Linked DNA regions of Rattus norvegicus: region 1 is linked to region 2. The links are chromatin contacts, called in public Hi-C maps. All regions are on one chromosome and are shown on one strand. Each heading gives the region's core, a stretch centred on a gene start, on an enhancer-like site or on the middle of the called end of the contact. The rest is flanking DNA. Distances are from core to core; before and after follow the strand shown. Region 1 holds the start of Grk1 (G protein-coupled receptor kinase 1). Region 2 overlaps Gas6 (growth arrest specific 6).

The links. Hi-C and Micro-C count contacts between places; a contact is called where the count stands out from the background.
Region 1: a Hi-C map of the A7r5 cell line shows a contact between it and region 2, with 2.9 times the contacts expected there. The contact joins the promoter of Grk1 here to the enhancer-like site in region 2. A contact is called at or near these places in 10 of 12 Hi-C or Micro-C datasets (the A7r5 cell line, the Rat2 cell line, frontal cortex and 6 more).

The regions. Positions count from the first base shown.
Region 1 is chr16:82,835,763-82,841,411 of GRCr8, forward strand. It overlaps Grk1 (G protein-coupled receptor kinase 1), which reads right to left and starts at 2,209. Exons shown (of 7, transcript NM_031096.1): 1 at 1,327-2,209. The coding sequence starts at 2,025.
Region 2 is chr16:82,777,682-82,783,060 of GRCr8, forward strand. It overlaps Gas6 (growth arrest specific 6), which reads left to right. Exons shown (of 15, transcript NM_057100.2): 15 at 1-409. The coding sequence ends at 26. It overlaps Tmem255b (transmembrane protein 255B), which reads right to left. Exons shown (of 9, transcript NM_001106094.3): 9 at 4,344-4,585. The coding sequence ends at 4,427. Among named protein-coding and RNA genes, the nearest start is that of Tmem255b, 29 kb to the right of the region's middle. Within about 2 kb of position 1,305, at least 5 of the 93 cell types and tissues checked have an H3K27ac peak or open chromatin away from gene starts, as enhancers often do. A contact at or near this core is called in the A7r5 cell line, where this site is marked.

The DNA.
Region 1 (5,649 bases), core at 959-3,458, 59 kb after region 2:
GCTGTCCTACACAAGCATAAGGTTGTGTCTCTTTCCATTGAGATACTTTATTTTTATTTATTTATTTTATGTATATGAGTACACTGTAGCTGTCTTCAGACACCAGAAGAGGGCATCGGATCCCATTACAGATGGTTGTGAGCCACCATGTGGTTGCTGGGAATTGAACTCAGGACCTCTGGAAGAGCAGTCAGTGCTCTTAACCGCTGAGCCCTCTCTCCAGCCCCTAACTGAGATACTTTAAATAAAAGTGGAACAGTTAAAGCGTTTTCCAATTTATGAATAGTTTCAAACTCGAGACAGAAATCAATCGCCGAGGCCCTTCAGAAGTCACACCTTCAGCTGTGCAGTGGTGGTGCACGGCCATTAATCCTAGCCCTCGGGAGGCAGAGCCCGGTGGAGCTCTATGAGTTTGAGGCCAGTCTGGTCTATAGACTGACTTAGAGGAAAGCCAGGGCCACACAGAGAGATCCTGTCTCTAAAAATGGGGCAAAAAAAGAAGGAAGGAAGGAAGGAAGGAAGGAAGGAAGGAAGGAAGGAAGGAAGGAAGGAAGGAAGGAAGGGAGACAGAGAGACAGAGACAGAGACAGAGAAACAGAGACAGACAGAGACAGAGAGACAAAGAGACAGAGAGAGAGAGAGAGAGAGAGAGAGGAACTACATCTTCCACATACCATGACCTTTTTTCACCTTGCATTCTATGTATATCCTAAACATAGTTTTTCCTCCCTCTACTCTTCCCAGTCTCTCCCCGCTTCCCTCTCTCCCGTACAGCTATGTCCATGTGTCCATTCCTAGGAGTTCCACAGCATTATCCGTACTGTACAGCAGGGCTGCAGAGGGCTGTGCTCCCTGGACAATAAGCTGCTTTTGCTGATCCTGCCTTAACTAGACACTGACGCCAACCAAGGAGGAAATGGCTGCCTGCCCATGTCCTCCACTCATTCTTGTCCCCTGGAAACCTGTGTTCGGGGAAAAGTGGTCCCACACCACAGCATCCCAGATGGGTTCTGCCTATCTGTGAGCAGTACCTGCCGAGAGAGGGCTGCCTCACTCCCTCCTGCATATGGTCACAACAGCAGCTACACAGAAAGGTTTCTAGGTAGTCGGATACACGCTCTGTTGCAGCTCCCCCTCTGAACTGCTCCTGAGCGCGGTACAGAGGGACTACCATCCTGCCGTTGGCTGGCTGAGCCAGGGGAGTCCAAAAGGCAGCGTGCACAGTAGCTAGGGCCCGAGTAGAGCTCCACAGGAGTCTTGGCGGGTGGTCTACATTCTACCGGCCCTCTAGCCTAAGCGCATCCTACTGCTCGCTGGGATCCCTACCTGGTACCCCTTCCTCTTCTTCAGCCGCTTCTTGTTCAGCTTCTTGCAAGCGTACATCTTGCCGGTCGCCTTCATTTGGCAGGCGGACACTTCCCCAAAGCCCCCCTTCCCCAGGACCCTGAAGTCCAAGAACCAGTCTTCACCTATGGGCTGGGCTTCCAACCACTTCCACTGAAGAAACCGCAGGAAATATAGGCTTCCCAGGTACTCCTGGAAGGGGCCCTGACTCAAGTGCTCCAGTGTGGCCTGCAGCAGAGGCTGGAAGAGCCCATCCTGGCTCCCAGTTGGCCCTTCCTTCACTCTTGCCACCATGCCCTGGTCCAGGAAGTTGCAGAAGAGTGTGCCCTGTGGGTCCAGGTACTCAGCCAGGATGGCCTGAGCCTTCTGTGGCCGTAGGTCGTCATCGGCAGTGTCATAGTCCTCGATGTCCTTCCAGAGCTCCAGAGCCGGCACATGCCTCTCGTCTGTCTTCAGGAACTGCTGGAAGAGCCTCTTGCCAATGGGCTGCTCCGAGCACAGGTTGTCAAACTCTAGGCTGATGCTGTCACGGAGACCCTCACACTTGGACAGTGGGGGCAACCGGAGCTTGGCCAGATACTTCTTGTCTCGGGAAGAGGGGGTGCTGCTTCCGTCAAAGCTGCCTCGGGCCGCAATGAAGGCAGAGTTGGCCACCACGGTCTCCAAGGACCCGAAATCCATCCTGCTGATGCCCTGTGTCCACTTCAAGTGTTAAGACCCATAAGCTGAAGTCAAGCTCAAGGCACCAGCAGCCAAAGCAGGCTTGACCTGGTGCCCTTGGCCTATGGCCTGTTCCTGCCCTTGTGGGACAAAGGGAGGCACACGGCCGTGGCCAGGGTGCTTGGGATCCCACCGAATGGCCAGGGAGACCAGAGCTGACAAGTATCTAGCTAAATCCCAATGCTGGGGTCACTGAGGACACCTTAGGGGTGACCAGCAGGTGCCAGAAAAAGACAATCCCCTAAGCCGCTCCAAATCGGATTAGAGTTCAGCTCAATTGACTCCCCCTGGGTGCTGCCTCCGTGTTCCCAAGGGAAGGGCATGCCGAAGGCTCCTGGAAGCCAGTGGGGAACAGTTCTATCCTTCTCTGGCCTTGGCAGGTGGACAGGACTTGTCTGTGTCTTTCTGGGACGTGAGTCTGAGGCAGAGGGTAGTCAGTCAGTCCCAGGAGAAACCTCCATTTGTATGTGGCTCCGGGTTGTTTTCTACACTATTATTTTAAGATTTATTTTGTCTAGGAGTACACGGTCACTGTCCTCAGACACATCAGAAGGGGGCATCGGATCCCATTACAGATGGTTGTGAGCCACCATGTGGTTGCTGGGATTTGAACTCAGGACCTCTGGAAGAGCAGTCAGTGCTCTTAACCGCTGAGCCGAACTCTCCAGCCTCCACCCCCACCCCGTTTAAGTTTTATCCTTAAGAAAGTAGCATGCAAGAAACCTCCAGATAACAGGAATCCAGAGGGAAGCCTGCAGTGCCCAGTTTCCCTGCCTGTAGGTGAGACCACAGGCACTTGTTGGGGAAAACAAGTGTCCTTCTTGCAGAACCGCCAAAGGCAGTTAGAAAGCATGGATGATCCAACAGGAGACCCGCATGCCGTCACGTCCAGCCCCCTGTCAGGCCAGAAGACACGTGAGACATGAGCCCAGAATGCATCTAGGATTCAGGGATTGGGGGCATAATACTGGAGACAAACTTGGAACAGCAGGGGCTCACTGGGGCATACTCGGAACCCAGCATAGACACTGGTCACATCCAGGACACACCTGGGAATGTCAGAATCTACAGGCATGTCACCACCTCCTGGGGACCATGTCTGTCACATCTATAGGTACTCCTGACAGTCTGGGGAGCTGCCACAGGAGCGAGTGCTTACAGGGAGGAGAAAGGGACAGCTGAGAATAAAAGGAAACCTGGAAAACCTGAGTCAGGAGGTTAAAGGAGTGTTCAGCCCAACCTCCTTCCCTGAAGGGCTGGGGGTGCTTCAGGTGGGGACAGGGTCTCCTGTTGTGACTGAGGAATTAAAAAGAGAACCTGCTGGTGAATGACAACCTCCACTCCTGCCACACGCCCACCTCCTAGCAAGGGCTTGTGACAGGAAGATTGATGAGTAAATATTTGAGGTAAACACTACCTCGTTCTCCTCAGGTGACCTGTGCTAGTCCCAACCCTGCCACTTAAGTAGCTGGTGACCTTGAACAGACTGGAGCCGACTCTCACACCAATCAGGACCAAAGGAGACATGGTTCTTTGCCATTGGGTACCTTGCCAGGAGAGCCACCAGAGCACTGAAATCCATATTCCACCTGCCTCTGAGGGCCTGGTGGAGCTCGGGCCTCCATCTCTGACAGGTTCCCAGGTGACTTACATGGAAACTGTGAGTCAGGACCATGAGAGGGTTAGGGCTGAAGAATTCCAGGCTGCCTTCATACAAGGAAGTCCCTTGTGCAAGGGGCTAAGGAAAATTTGCCACCAAAGTAGGATGAGTTTGGTTCCCGGGCCAGACTATTCAGATGGGGGAGGGTGTACTCTCTGAGTGTGCTCAAGTTAATCTCTTGAGTGCATACAGTTGTAGGGGTGGCAGAGGAGGAGAAAGGAAGGGGGGAAAGTAGGGAGAAGGATCCCTCAACTGTAATAGCTCCCCAAATTTCAGCACTGCCTCTCAGCAGTGGACTCATGGCACAGAACCCTTAAGCTGCCCTCTGTAGGCAAAGACTTTCCCACGCCCTCAGTGGCCAGGGACCCTTGGGCCTGCTCTCTGTGGTTGAACTGTACCACTGAAAGGGTACTACTCTATGAGCATGGGTTCTTTCGGGGACTACTTTTGGGAGAGTTTTTGCCTCTCGGAGAATTCTCGGAGAAGGCAGGTGCCCACAGTTCTTTCCTTCTTGAGGCTGATGACCAGTCACCCAGGTTTAAATTGTGTGTGTGTGTGTGTGTGTAAATTTCTACTTCTCCAGGATAAATGTCCAAGAATGTGATTCCGGGCAGCTCTGTGTTTGCTCTAAGAAACTGACACACTGATTTCTAGTTTGTCCTCCATTCTCAGCAGCCCTTGGAACCAGACACCCACATCCTCGCGAGCGCCGGAAGCCCATTTGGCTGTTCTGCCCTGGCCATGTTTTTCATTAACACATATTAATTGTACAAGACGACGAACTCCACAGTGACACTCTCATACATGTGTAATGTTCTCTGAGCACATTTCCTCCCTAGTACTCTCTGGCCTCCCTCCTCTTCCTACAGATTCCTCCCAGAGTTCCCTCTTCTACTTCCTCACCCCTGGGAATGTTTTTTACCCCCACTTTTTATCTACTTTCTGTATATGTTAGAAAGCCGGTGGCACTTGTCTTTCTGATTCTGCTTATTTCATTTAACACGGTGATCTCTGGTTCCATCAGTTTTCCTGAACATGAAATTCTTTGTTCTTTACGATTTTAATTTCCTTTCCCCAAGAGGGAACCACACAGAGCCTTTTCCTATAGGCCAGCGTGCCAGCAGCACCTCCATGTTGAGGTATCTGGTATCTTTCTACCATATTGTAAGTGGGTGACTGCCTGGTTTTCGTTATTGAACCTGAAGAATCCTTCACCTGTTGGTCACATGCCTGGCCCTTTGTCAGATGGTGCTTTTCAAATGTCTTCTCTATATGACAGCATGTCTTTTCATTTTTACCTACTTCCCTGGGGCTGGAGAGATGGCTCAGCGGTTAAGAGCACTGACTGCTCTTCCAGAGGTCCTGAGTTCAAATCCCAGCAACCACATGGTGGCTCACAACCATCTGTAATGAGCTCTGATACCTTCTTCTGGTGTGTCTGAAGACAGCTATAGTGTACTTATACATAAAATAAATAAATAAATATTTACCTACTTCCCTGACTGAAGTTTTTGTTGCTGTTGTTGGAGGTGGTGGTGGGGTTTTTTGTTGTGTTGTGTTGTGTTATGTTGTGTTGTGGGTTACTTTCTTGGTGTTTCCTCCCACGGCTTTCCCTAAAAGCTGTACTCCCACTGTAGCACTCAGGCTCATGATCCACCTTGTTCTGGAAAGGGTATGAGACTTCGCTGAGGCACCTTTTCAAATGAAGGTCCAACTGTGCGCTGGCTGGTTCTGTGTGTCAACTTGACACAAGCTGGAGTGATCACAGAGAAAGGAGCCTCCTCCCTTGAGCAAATGCCTCCATGAGACCCAGCTGGAAGGCATTTTCTCAATTAGTGATCAAGGGGGAGGACCCAGTCCATTGTGGGTGGTGCTGTCCCTGGGCTGGTGGTCCTGAGTTCTATAAGAAAGCAAGCTGAGCAAGC
Region 2 (5,379 bases), core at 55-2,554:
CGCCTGTGGAGCACGTCACAGCCTAGACCGAGCTGCAAGAGTTCTCTACACCTAAAAGACACGGTGAAGCAGGGTCAGGGACACACAGCACCATCTCCTCTCGCATGGGCCCTGCAACACTGGAGCAGGTGGGCTACTGCCTTTGTGGCTTTTTTTTTTTCCTTGAGATCTTTCTTTTTGCCTTGTAATATATCTGTACATAGTGGGACTGATACCGGGTCAGCGGCTGCTCATGAGAGAGCCGCGAGGCCTGGTGAGAGCTGGCTGGAAGGGGCTGGACTGGAGGGGCTGGCGGTTCGCAGCAGAGCGGGACTATCTGAAGAAAATAATTCTCTATTATTTTTATTACCACATGCTTCTTTCTGATTCTAAAATATGGAAAATAAAATATTTACAGAAACCTTTTTAACCCTGTGTTGGTCACTGTCTATCCTAGAAGTTCTGCTTTGGGGGGTGAATGAACTTTGAGAGCATCCTACCATAGGCCCGCAGTTCGGGGGTCCCAGGAAGTCCCAGACAAGGCAGCTCTGAACTAGCTAGGAGCCTCTCCTCACATGAATGATGGCAAGAGCTAAAAGCCAGGGTTCACCAGCAAACTGCAGGCCCTCGATTTACTCTGCAAATGGAGACCAAGTTCTGTCTGGCTGTGCTGTCAGTCCCACCCCTAGAACCCTTCTTTTTTTTTTTTTTTTTTTTGGTTCTTTTTTTTTTTTCGGAGCTGGGGACCGAACCCAGGGCCTTGTGCTTCCTAGGTAAGCGCTCTACCACTGAGCTAAATCCCCAGCCCCCCCCTAGAACCCTTCTTAAAACTGCCCCTGACAACTAGAATGTGGGGGTGGCACCTGCATAGAGTCTACCCATCTTTCCCTAGACCAGACATTTGCCTCCATTTACTCTGTTTCAAGGCTACGAGCAGAGCCGAGAGAGCTAAACCCTCCCCGGGCTACAGGACACAAGAACACAGCAGCTTGCTCCTGTTTCCGAGCTTTTTTCCGAAGAAAAGTTGGGGAGACTGATTTTCTTTAACCCTAAGCACCCTCTAAGCTTTTGTGAAGCTTGAACCATTGTTGAACACAGTCCTGCCCAGAATCCTGAGCCTGCCCGTTCGTCCTCAGGCAGCCTCAGAAGCCTGCAACCCTCTAGAGGTCAGCTCTGTCTTCAACTGGTGAGGCCGCATCCCCCTAGACCTTCAATGGTTTTTCCTTGCGTCGGAGGCAACTCTGGAATGTTCTAATGGAATGTTCTCACGAACGTCCTCCAACCACCCCCAATTCTCTCCAGGTCATTGGGGCAAGAACAGAGCAGGGCAAATGCTGGTTTGGAACTAGACCACACAGACATGCAGGGAGCGGGCACATATTTGGCATTCCTCATCTGTCTTGGGGAGGCACCAATTCGGGAAGAGCACAGACACCTCTCTTCTCTGATTGCTGTATCCTCAGACTAGGCTGGCACCAAGCCTTATACCAAACAAAGCCATAACACCTCTGCCTACCATGGGCACCTCTCTTCCCTAAGTCCAGATGGGCAACCTGGGGATCATCCGGAACCTCTGAGGAGATATGATGCAGACTCTGAAGGAGAGTAGACTGGATTGTGTGGTCTTTGAGGTCTGAATTGGTTACAAAGTGGCCTCTTTTTCTAGGCAAGGGCTTTTATCATCTGCTTTGAGTTGTAGTCATTGTATCCTTGAGGCTGCTTTCTTGGGCCTGGGGCTCTCCCATGCTCACAGGACCCTTGTCAGCACCCCATCCTCCTCCCCAGGCTCTACTGCACCCCTCTCCCAGAAACTGATAAATATGCCTCCAGGTTTTACCAAATGTACCCAGGGTCAATCACCTTTTAGGAAGCACTTCGGTGGGGCAGACCATTTTACTGTATTTTCTAAACCTCCCAAAGCCTGCAAATCATACATTGAAACGGAAGGCTAAGTGATCTCATGGAAAGATACTGGGGATACCCAGGATCACAGGGTCCCTGTCCAGAATAGACAATGACTTCTTACAGGTAGAGGGACCAAGAGAGAAGCAAATAGAGGAGCTAAGCCAGCCCGGTATGATGCCACCCATTACCACACTATTGCTACTGGGTCTTAGCAGAGCTATCTGTGACCCACAGGGAAGCGGTACAAGTGGAATCCCAACCCAGGCAGACTGATCCAGTAAGGTGAAGGAGCCCAGCTCAGTCTCTCACCAGTGGAGCAGGGCCCACCCCAAACTTGTCCCCCACATTCTCATGAGAGCAACCATCGCACAGACCCAGAAACAACCCCATCTCCCATCAACCGGAAAGCAGCTGCAACTGATAGGTTCTGTGACAAAATGAATGGCCATGAGCAAATCTCACTGCCCAGAGCAGAAGCCAAGCACAGGGCAGACCCCCAGACAGCATATGAAGAGGCAAAGCCATTGAGGGCTGAGACACTGAAACGCAGGCTCCAGCTGGCTTCCCAGCCTCATCCGCACAAAGGCAAGAACACTGTCGGTGTATCTGGCCACACTGCAGATTAGTGTGGGTTGAGGGGGGCTGCTCTGGAGACTGGGGTGCAGGGCCTTACATTCTCTGTGGCTGGAATGAGGAAGACAGACATTTTTGTGGCAAGGAGCAAGACTGTTGACCTTGGGAGTTCAGTGTTTCTTAATAGCTCTTGGCTCCAGTGGGCATGGGCTCTATACCCAGACATGTGGTTCTGCAAAGGCCCTAGGGCTAGCTTTATGAAGTTCAGAGGTAGAGCCCCTTGGGCCCAGAACACAGAACTACTGAATGCAAAACTAGGGTGTCATGAAAATGCTAGGGAGAGGTGTGAGGCCCTGCACCGGGGAGGCTCGGATATCTTACAGACCCTTGCTTCTGGCAGCCTCCAGAACTTGTCTTTTCTCTATACCAGCACTCACAGATGAGGCAACCTTTGTCCCAGTCCTGGGGGGAAAAGCAGCCTACTGTGTGCGTCTTTATCAAGGATAGTTCTTTGTGCCTCTGGCCACCCTCAACTTCCTGAACCTCACCCCCACAAGAAACAGGAACCTTGCCGTCACTCGTAGGATGTGTTCTGCCTCAGCCAGCACTGTAGCATGTCCCTTGTGAGAGTTGTTCAACTGTGCCCTCTGGATAGAGGCAGGGGACAGAGCCAGTTGACCCCTGACCCTGCCGAGGAGCAGTGCCAAAGGCGCCCTCCGAAGTCCAGAGAGGGTTTTGGCCTGTTGCCCCAAGTGCAACTCCAAGGAGACTTTCACAACTGCCTCTGAAACTAGGTCCTAGGAGGTATTAAATATCCTAGTGCATACAGTGGTGTAAATACAAGATGGCAGAATATTATTGTATTGACCCAGAGTCCTAGGGAGGCTAGGGTCAGCCTCCTGGAGGGCATAGGGAAGCAAGACTGGGCTGGATCCAAAGTCAGTCAGCATCAAATAGAAACCAAGACCCTCTCACGCTCAGGCTGCAAGGCCAAACGCAATAATAGGGACAGTGCATAGTTAGCAGTCCTCAGAGCAGTGGCTGCCTCAGCACTTCAGGGACCAGTGGGTGGCTCTCCCATTTGCAGCACATCCTCTGTACAGACAGACTTATCGCCTCCCTGCTTGGACCTGTGTTGGGGGCCTTTGTGGGAAAGTGTTTAGAAAACCTCGCCTGCTTTGGTAAGAGCGTCTGTTGGACAGAGTGGCCAGCAGGGGGCGCAGGATCCATACCTTCAAAGATCCTCCCTCACAACCTGCCAGTTCTGGACCTTAGAGAGGGTTCAGAGTGGTATGGCCATAGAGAGGCGAAGGTAGTCTGCTATGGCCACACAGTGGCTAATTAATGACTAAACCAGTGGCCACAAATCAACAGCATACCATAGGGAAAACCAAGTGTGAGATCTGGAATCTACCAAAAGGTGGAGCTTGCATAGAGGCAGAACTCAAAAGCTTGCTTCCTTCACATCAGAAAAGTAGAGTCTCGGGGGTTTGGGCAGTCCCTTCTCAGAGACATGCTCACAGAAGTCTGTCGACCTGTAACTCATTTCCTGAAGGAACCATCCTCACTGAAAGAAATGCCTGGCTACCTTCTCTTGGCAGGGTAATAGTGACTGATAACCAGCCATGAAGGTGTGTGGAGCTGTAAGCAATGGCCAGTGCGAAAGAAGCCCTTCCAGATGAGGGAGGAGGTGGCTGGGGTCTAGTACGGTTTGCTGCTGGTCTTTACCTAGGGAGAGGCAGTGGACAGCAGAGGTGGTGCAGAGCCAGTCAGCCAGCTAGCTCTGCCCCTGCCTCTGCCTGACCTTTGCTGGACAGGGTATGCCCAAGGGAAGGGCACAGCTATACGGTGTTTCCTGAATTCTTTACGAGGCTGGCTGCAGAGGCTTTCTGTATGTGGCTTTATTATTTCTGTTTTATTTCTGAAAACCCCAGACCACGTTACTTTTTAGTCTACTCCCTCCTCCGTGTCAGGGTACGTAGGGGGGAGGCTTCTCCCCTGGGAGGAAGTAGGCTGGTGTGCAGGGTGAAGGGGCATGAGGATGCCCATGGCTGGAGTGGCACTGGGAGGGAGACTCTGTGTCCTCAGGCAGAAAGAGGTCAGCAGAGGCCGGTGGGGCACTGGAGGGCTGCAATTAAACAGAGAGGCGTCCTGGGTCAGCAGGTAGGGGAACTCAGCCACACTGTCCAGACATATGCCAGCACCACCTTGACCCAGCACCCTACCAGACCAGGAGCCACCGGCTCATCATGCCTCTCAGGAAGCCTCTAAAGCCTAGAGCAGCCTATAGAGGTTAGCCTGGATAGAGCCTGATTGGCACAGACCTGGCTTCTAAAGCTGCTGGGGAGACAGGAAGGTCTCCAAATTCTAGACTGGGTTGGCCCGCTTAGCCCAGTCAGCTTTTGCTAGCACTGACTAGAAGATCCAGGGACAACCTACAGCCAGGACCTTAGCCCTCTCTAAGACAGTAAGTCCATTACTGTTCCTAACACAGCATGGTGGTCATTATGACAACAGCCCAGTTAATAGGGTCATAGTCTAGAAGTTTAAGGAAGGTATTTTTCAGATATAATTAACATTTAATCGGTGACTTTGAGTAAGCCGGTGCCCTCCATACAGTGGGGAGCCTGGTCCAATCACTTGCAGACCTTAGGGAAAAAGGCAGAGACCCTCAAGGAGAAAGAAACTCTTGCCCAAGCACATGGGTTATAGTCCCAATAGTACTTCCTTGGTCCTAAGGACAGTGGACCACTGGATTGGAGAGATGGCTCAGCAGTTAAAAGCACTGGCTGTTCTTCCAGAGGTCCTGAGTTCAATTCCCAGCAACCACATGGTGGCTCACAACCTTCTGTAATGGGATCTGTATACATGATAAATCTTTAAAACAAATAAAAGCAAATCTCACTCTCTATATTTGCTGGG